Regions from separate parts of the Sus scrofa genome. Here region 1 is linked to region 2. Evidence: chromatin contacts called from public promoter capture Hi-C data. All regions are on one chromosome and are shown on one strand. Each heading gives the region's core, a stretch centred on a gene start, on an enhancer-like site or on the middle of the called end of the contact. The rest is flanking DNA. Distances are from core to core; before and after follow the strand shown.

Region 1 (4,302 bases), core at 1,291-3,790, 250 kb before region 2:
CATGCATTTTACATCTGCTTTAACCATTGAAGAAAAGGATCAAAAATGGGGGAGTTCCCGTCCTGGTGCAGCAGAAACGAATTCAACTAGGAACCATGAGGTTGTGGGTTCCATCCCTGGCCCCACTCAGTGGGTGAAGGATCCGGCATGGCCATGAGCTGTGGTGTAGGTCACAGATGCAGCTTGGATCTGGTGTTGCTGTGGCTCTGGCATAGGCCAGCGTCTATAGCTCCAATTAGACCCCTAGCCTGGAAACCTCCATATGCAGCAGGTGCAGCCCTAAAAAGACAAAAGAGCGAAAAAAAAAAAAAAATCAAAATGGAGAAACTATGGTTTAGGCATCCAAAATGGAACTAGGTGGGTCATTGTGGATGTGATTTCAGGTATGTTCCTGTATCTCTGAGAACTTCAGTTTTATGAACTGTATCAGTCTCAAGGGCACCACCAACCATTCTCAAAACAAATCTGCTAGCAGCTGCCAGCTGCAACCTTATGGTCTCATGGTCTCCCCTTGTAATTATGCAACAATTTTGGACACCGATCAATCCTTGCTTAACAAGCACCCTTACTTCTTGCCAGCTCCAATCGTAATTCTTGACAAACAATTTATATAATTTTGCAGTTTTTGCCTTTATAAGCCTCCCCCATTTTGTAATCTGGCAGAACACAATTCAAGTGCCTCTTGATTCTGTGTACCTTAGGCTATAGTCCTCAGTTTAGTTCAAATAAAATTCTTTTCTGTTTCTATTATAAATTGGTTTGTTGATTATTTCCATCAATAGTTTTATAGCTAATCACTCCGGGATAACAAAAATAATAAATGTAAAAATAATAAACACAAATTTACGAATGCTTATGAAGTTTCTATATCGTAGTTTTTCCTATATCATAGTTTCTCATCACTCACATGATTATTATGAAATAAAAATTTCTGAATGATCAGAACTTTCATGAAGTTCCTACTGTATTTTCTACATCATAGCTCCTCACCACTCTGTTAGATGATTGTTATGATTACACTGGATGCAATTTCTATTTTCAGCCTTCCTGGTGGAGTTCTCCAAATCTGCACACTCCTTCGCAGTTTATTTTTCATGACATTTAAGCAAATTCTCTCCTCTGAGATGAACCTTCTTCTCTGCATGTAGACTAGAAGTCATAACCTAAACTGAAGAGGTATCCTCTTGTGTCAAGTTGGTAATTTACATCTTCGAGAAAGTATAGAGAGTGAGTAACATCCATTCCAAGGTATGAGTACCACCTAGGAAACCTCATCTCTGTGGAATCATGTTTCTTAAAAGGATGTTAGTTTATTCTAGCTTTTGTCATATTTACAAGTTCTGGAACTTCACAGGGAAATCAAAACAGTGATTTTTTTTGGACAAAGAAAATTCATATTAGTATTTCATAAGTTAGTATTTCTTGTAGTACACCTTATGGCCATCATTCTGCACTTAAAACTTTTTATAATACAGATTTCAAATTATTTTTACAGGTTTTGGTGAATCGTGGCCATATTCCTGTGAGAATGGGGGCACTTACTATACAGTAGGAGGGGAACTGACAGAGGAATTCATTGCTCCCAGTACATGCGTTTACAGGCCCATTCCCAGGATCATAAGACTCAAGCTATCTTATTCCAACATCCCTACAATGCAAGAAGTATCAAGCGTTTACTGGTGTTCACGGAGTTCCCGCTGTAGCTCAGCAGTAAGGAACTCAACTAGCATCCATGAGGATGCAGGTTCGAGCTCTGGTCTTGCTCAGTGGGTTAAGAATCCATCCTGAGCTGTGGTATAGGTCACAGAGGCAGCCTGGATCCCACTTTGCTGTGACTGTGGCATAGGCCAGAAGCTACAGCTCAGATTCAACCCCTAACCTGGGAACTTCCATATGGATGCGGTCCTAAAAAGACAAAAAAAAAAAAAGTTTAATGGTGTTCAAAATAGTAATTAAAAGAAATAAATTCAGGTGCCATTGTTATTAAGAAATAGGATCTGATGTCATTTTACTATCTAAATTCTACCTTTAGCTTTGAGGGCAAACAAATAAGCAAGTGTGCACCTCAGAAGTTAGGTTTTATCCCCACTCAGTGTCTACTATCCTGAGTACTATGAAGCAGTCAGGAAACACACACACACAGTATTAAGGAGGGGGAAAAAAAGAGGTTAACATCCTGATTCTTCCGTGCATAATAAGCGTACCCTAAATCGGGTGCAGGGGCCTTCCGGCGAGAACTCCCAGCAGCAGGGGATCCGGGTAGCTGAGAGTCTGCCCGAGCCTGGGCAGCTCCGTGAGCGCTCAGTGCCCCGCGAGGACGGAACATAGGGCGGCTGGGGTCGTTAGTCCTGACCGAGGTAGCGGGACTAGACATCAACGGAGAGCTCCAGCGGTGGTGCCCGGGAGCTGCGAGAGCCTGGGTGCTCCTGGGCGGCTGGGAGGCGGGGAGGAGGGACGAGCGTGGGCGGCGGCGGCAACGGCGGCGAGGGGGCGGGGCCGCGCGAGGGCGCGCGCTCGCCGCTTTCCTGGGCGCGCGGGCGCGCGCGCCGCGCTGTGGGACGAGGCCGCCGCGCGACGCGGACGCCGCAGGTGACCCGGCCGAGGAGCCGGGTGCGCTGGCGGCGGCTGAGGAGTGGAGGTGGGAGGCGGGCCCTCGCTTGGCTAGGCTCCCGGCTTGGGCACTGCGGGCTGAGGAAAGGAGGCGAGCTGAGGCGGGCGAAGAGCGCGCGGCAGCCCCTTGTCAGCCGGCGGCGTCCGCGGCCCTCAGCATGTTCTGCGAGGCGAGGGTTTTCCTCCCGCCCGTGGGCTGAGGCGGCGCCGGCGGCGGCCGGGAGACGCGACATGCACCTGCCAGGCGCGGCTTAGAGGACGCGGCAGGCGGCGAGTCCCAGCCGCCCGGGGGAGGGCTTGCTTCGCCCGGCCGCCGCCGCCTCCCGCTTCCCGCCTCCCACCGCGGGCCCGAGCGGAGCGGCGAGGTGGGCGCCCCGACATGGCGGCCCGGAGCGCCCCGAGCTGCCACCTGCGGCTCGAGTGGGTGTACGGCTACCGGGGCCACCAGTGCCGCAACAACCTCTACTACACGGCGGCCAAGGAGATCGTGTACTTCGTGGCGGGCGTCGGCGTGGTGTACAGCCCGCGGGAGCACCGGCAGAAGTTCTACCGGGGCCACAGCGACGACATCATCAGGTACGGAGGGCCGGGGGTGACCGCTGTCCCCCTGCGACCCGCGCGCAGAGTTTGCGCCTGCTGGTCCTTCTAGGTGCCCACGAACCGCTCTTGCGGGGCACAGCCCCCCGGGAGAGAAACCACAACCATCTGGTCCCGAATCCTCTCTATTAACACCGGATAAAACCCTTTCTCCGTCTTCGTGTTCTAGAGTCTCTCTCTCTGTCTGTCTCTCTCTCGGGTTGGTGCGGTGACACCAAGATCTCGGATGTGCCGGGTGCTCGCTTTTCTGGCTTGTACCCTTCTCCCTCCATCAGATTTATGGAAACAGCAAAAAGAGTGTGTTGGTAACATTTCACTTTTTAAAATCCCATCGGAGGTTTCCTATTAAACGAATTCTTAACGCGCCAGGGGGAGGTCCTGCACCTAGTAAAGAACTGATAAAAGTACCGTAAGCTGTAGGCTGGTCCTGGGGAGCGCGCTCAGGGTGGCATCCTGCAGGGCACTCCTCTCTTGGCTGTAATCGTTAGTTCGGGTTTCACTGCCTGCTATTATCAGCAGATAAAAAAGAAACCCTGGCAACCTTCAGGCAATTCATTGGACTTTTAAATTTGCACACCTAAAAGCAATTTAGGTAGGTTTGGGCTGGGTTTGATTCGAGGAAGGTACTAAAATAATTGATTCCCAATTCTCTTGTTTCCTCTTCAATAAAGCACTGCTAAATAAGCTTATTTTTGTATTTTTTTTTTTACTTAAGTCACAGTATTATTTTTCCATTTTAATTCGTATTTGAGCGGTATCTTAAAGTTGGTGCCACTGCTTGTTTACATTTCGGTAGTGAGCGGTATGTTTGAAATGTAATTTTTCAATCAGTGCCTCTGCAGAACTTTTTTGGCAAATAAAGTTAAAAGCTTCAGAAATGATTCCAGGCCATTGATTATTGCCTCAAGCACAGAATATTTGTCATTGACAGAAGGAGAATGTATTTTAAAACATTTTGAGACTGTGTGTGCACTTCTGGTTTTGTTTTGTTTTTTTGGTTGTTTAAATTTCTGTGATTGGATTTGATTACTCAGTTTTATCCTTATATCTATATTTCACAGGATTTAAATTGTGCTTTTTTTGTTTGTTTGTTTG
Region 2 (4,335 bases), core at 663-3,162:
TTTTCTCTTTTCTTTCCTTGCACACAAATTGATCCCGTCATAGTGTCTGGGTGAAATAGCAATTATAAGCAGAATTATTTCTACTTAGAAACATATATAATCTTTTTTTTCCCCCTCAATGGCCACACCCACAGCACATAGAAATTCCTGGGCCACACAACTGCGGCAACATGGATCCTTTAACCTACTGTGCTGGGCTGGGGATTGAACCTGAGCCTCCACAGTGACCCAAGCCACTGCAGTTGGTTTTTTCTTTTTTTTTTTTTTCTTTTCTTTCTATGGCCCGCACCTGCAGCGTATGGAAGTTCTGGGGCTGAGTAGAATTGGAGCTGCAGCTGTGGCCTACACCAGATCCTTAACTCGCTGAGCTGAGCGATGCCAGGGATCCCACCTGCATCCTCAGATAGTCAACATTCGGGTCCTTAACCCATTGAGCCACAGCACGAACTCCTGTAGTCAGACTCTTAACCCACTGCACCACAGCAGCAGGAACTCTGAAACGCATGTAATCTTATTTGCCTTGAGCTCTGTTATCCAACCTGAGTCTTGCCTGGGGTTTGTTCTCCCATAGTACTCATACCTCTAGGATAGTGCCTCCACTTAGGCCTTGTTTGTCCTGTATATGTGCGGTGTGTAGGTTTATCACCCACTAGACCAGAAGTCCTTTATGTGCAGGGATCATGGGTATGTACTCCATAGGGTCTGTTAACTGTTGAAGAAAATGAGATCTAAATGGAATGCAAGATAAGACAGCTTTCCAGAACTACCAAAACATTAAAAAAATCATAAATTTAAATAATTAAAGTTCCTCACTCAAACCACATGCCAAGGAAAGATGGAACACCCTACTCTGGTGTTAAGGCCACACACTTTTATTCCTTGGCTTAAGTGCTGCAATGCAGTAATAATAATAATATGGTGTGATAATACCATGTAATAATAAAATTGCTAAAGGGCCTAGAATGAAACGAAACCCTTCACATATATTTTAAACAATTTACTGGATAGTGATTATTATTATTACCATTTTATAGGCGAGGAACGGGCATAGAAAGGTTAGGAAATTCGCGCAAGGTCACCCAGGTAGTAAGTGTTGGCACTGAGATTTGAACCCAAACAACTTGAACCCAGAGCTCCCCATCCCTAAGAGAGCTACTTTGTATTGCTTATGCTTACAGCACTTTCTGAAGACCCACAGGTTATTTGAGGCGTATCACCTTATTTTGGGGGAGGGGATTTGCCACCCTGCACTAATCAGTGCTTTCCTTTTTTATGGGGTCTGTCCTTATTCGTAAGCGCGGGTGGAAGAAACCTAATATGTGAACTGTTTTCAGAAATGTAGAAGAGTAAACGACCGACTCCAGCAAAAAGAACATTTTACTGACCACCTGATGACAACAGGGGAATGAAATCCTTTACCTGGCACTGAACTAAGATCCCCCTCCCCTCATTTTTATTAAAAGCCTAAATAAAGTTGCTTTATTTGGCAACTCTTAAAATAAGTGGTCATATGATTAAAAAAAGCAGCGGCGCGCCCCCTCCGCGGCGGCCGGGCGCAGCTGTCCGCGCCTCCCCCGCCCGCATTCCAACTCTCTGAGGTCACAGGCCGCCGCCGCCTCCCCAGATCCGCCCGCCCGACCCAGGGGGAGGGACGCCCGGCCCTGACCGCTCCGCTGCTCCCGCCGCGCGTCCCGTGCCGGTCCGCCCGTCTTCCTGCCGCCCCGGCCCCCGCCTGGCTTCTTTGTGCGGCGCCGCGGGCCGACCGGTCCCACCTCCGGGCCTCTCCCCTTGCCGCGGCCGCCGCGGGACTCTGCGCGGGGGAATGGTCTGCGGGCCGAGTTTGCGGAGACAGGAAGTGAGGCGTGCGAGCCCCATGAGCGCGCCGCGGCGCGGGCTGGCTTGCGGGCGCGGCTGCGGCGGCCGCGCGGCGGGGCCCCGGGAGGCGGGCCGCTGAGCGGGGCGCGCGGCCCCGAGGATGCGGGAGCGGGAGCAGGTGAGGGAGCGGGGCCCCGGCCAGCGGGCGGAGGGCGGGCGCCGGGCTGAGCGCTGGGGTGTGTCCGGGAGCCGGGACCCCGGAGCGCGTCTGCTGGCCCCGAAGCCCTGGAGGATGAGTCTCGGCTCCCAGACCGAAGGCAGGAGCGAGCGTTAACAAAGAGAAAAGTCTTCCTTTCCCAGCTTCTCCCTGATCTACTTAAGTAATTTCTAAAGGAGGTCTTGAACTTCTTTTCTGAACTCCTTGGCTGATTGCAGCGGCTTATTTCTGGGTTAGGGTTTTAGAAGTCTTAGGCATATTTGTGCCTCTCGGAATATCAAGTGCGGTTTGCCAGATAACTTTGGCAAGTAGGGAAGGACTGTTCGCTGGTGATGACTTGTTTTGTTTTTGGAGTAAAGAGTGTTTACTCGGGAAGAAAGAATTCTTGGGGCTGCAAATTCTGACCTGTGATTTCTGCAGATCCTAATTAGATTGGCCGCTTTTGGCATGCTCGTCTTATTTTCTTTTTTGCTGAGAGAGCCTTATAATAATAGCGTGTGCTCGGAAACATGTTCACAACACTCCGTGTGCTCCAAGTGACAACCGCTGTATGCCTAATGGTTGCTGAAAGATTTTTTTTTTTAAGTTTGGGATGTGATAGAAATTTTACTCTGAAAATAATAGTCTTATGGCTAGGACATTTTAATCTTGAGCTCGAGGCATAAACTTTTTTTCAGGAGAAACATGCGTTTGATTTAATGCTATAGATCTATATATTAACTCTAAAAATATCATTATGCTTTTTAGTGATTGTTTTATTTTAAAGCGTCGTTGGCAAAATTACATGTCCTGAGGACTTCAGCAACAAAGGGGGAAATTACAGGATTCAGAATTAAAGTGTATCTGAGAAACTTTTGAAGGGGGATGTGAAAACATTAAAATGAATTCACAAATACCCCAGACTGACTTTTGAAAACTTTGAATTTAATATGTACCTGTTTTCTTATTACATAACACAATGATTTTTGTAAAAACAATCTTACTTTCTCCTTCAAAAGCTAATTATGAATTTTCCGTTTACTTTAGTAGTTAGGTAAGTTAATAATTCTAGACCTAACTACCTTTCAAATTAATTCATATTATTTTACATTGAAACAGACCCCCCCCCTGCAAACAGCATCATAAATTTCTACTCATAACTTTGACATCATTTGGTAGCAAATACTGTGCATAGCTGAAAATTGAGTACGTTGTTGATAATTTTTTAAATTATTAAGCAGAACATTATCTTAACACAGGTTTTATATAATCAAAAAGCAAGCTATTTTTATTGATAGATCTTAGGGAAAAATGCATCTGATACACACACAGACATACCCTCCCTTTGGCTTTTTCAATTACATTGTAACATCTACCAGAATAAAACAGAGGAAACATTACCTTTTCTTTATCCCTGATGCTGTAAAACATTTCAAATCTCAGGCACAGCTGGAAGTTTTACTGTTTGCTTCATCAACACTAAAGTTAATGATTAAGTTATATAGTGTAGTATCTACTGCCTACAAGGCATAGTTCTCCAGTTCTGAACACCCCCAGGTCAAATACTCATCTTTCCTCTGCATATATTGCAATATCTTGTCTTTCATCTACACAACTTAATCTGTTCTGTTTCCAGTTACCATAATTTGTAAGAAAAATTTAAAATCACCATTTCATCTCTTGAAAAGGTATTTAGTGTATATAATTAAAAAAAATCTATACAAACACTCAGGGCTCATCAGGCAATTTTCTAGTTGAAAGTTTATTAAAGTTCTAATTTCTTTTTTTTTTAAACATTCTGCCTCAAATATCTATTTGGTTTATACCCTGACATAGAACAGATCATTGAAAACAAGCGGATATTGGCACAACATTGTAAATTAACTACACTTTAATTTTTTTAAAAAATGCAAAAAACAAAAAAACTGTTAAGTGGAGTCCATGTCTTTTCATAATATTTATTTTCTATTTCCTCCTTTAGTGTGGACCTTTTACATTCCGAGGATACTCAGCAAATGCTGTTAATGAGTAATACAGTGCTTTAGCTAGTTTTACTTTTTTTTTCTGGCCTTTTTTCTCTATTCCTTTTATTTTTTTTTAATTTTTATTTTTCTGCCTATCTAGGAATAACTAGAGCTCAAAAATCAAAACCCAAATAACAAAAACAAACAAAACCCAGAAAACTGTGGTTGGACCCTCACTAGAGATACTGTCATGTATGTAATTATAGTATGCCTGTCTCCTTAAGAGCAGCGACGTTTTAGGACTCGTCATAGATTTCTCTAAAAGCCTACTACACTGCCTTGTACTCAGAGACACAGTAC

The links. Promoter capture Hi-C pulls out the DNA fragments that hold promoters and counts their contacts.
Region 1: a promoter capture Hi-C map of fetal liver shows a contact between it and region 2, with 2.6 times the contacts expected there. The contact joins the promoter of EML5 here to the promoter of PTPN21 in region 2. A contact is called at or near these places in 1 of 5 promoter capture datasets (fetal liver) and 1 of 2 datasets of contacts at active chromatin or transcription factors (alveolar macrophages).

The regions. Positions count from the first base shown.
Region 1 is chr7:110,703,690-110,707,991 of Sscrofa11.1, reverse strand. It overlaps EML5 (echinoderm microtubule-associated protein-like 5), which reads left to right and starts at 2,540. Exons shown (of 45, transcript XM_021099592.1): 1 at 2,540-3,186. The coding sequence starts at 2,990.
Region 2 is chr7:110,451,397-110,455,731 of Sscrofa11.1, reverse strand. PTPN21 (tyrosine-protein phosphatase non-receptor type 21) reads left to right here and starts at 1,912. Exons shown (of 20, transcript XM_003356769.4): 1 at 1,912-1,993.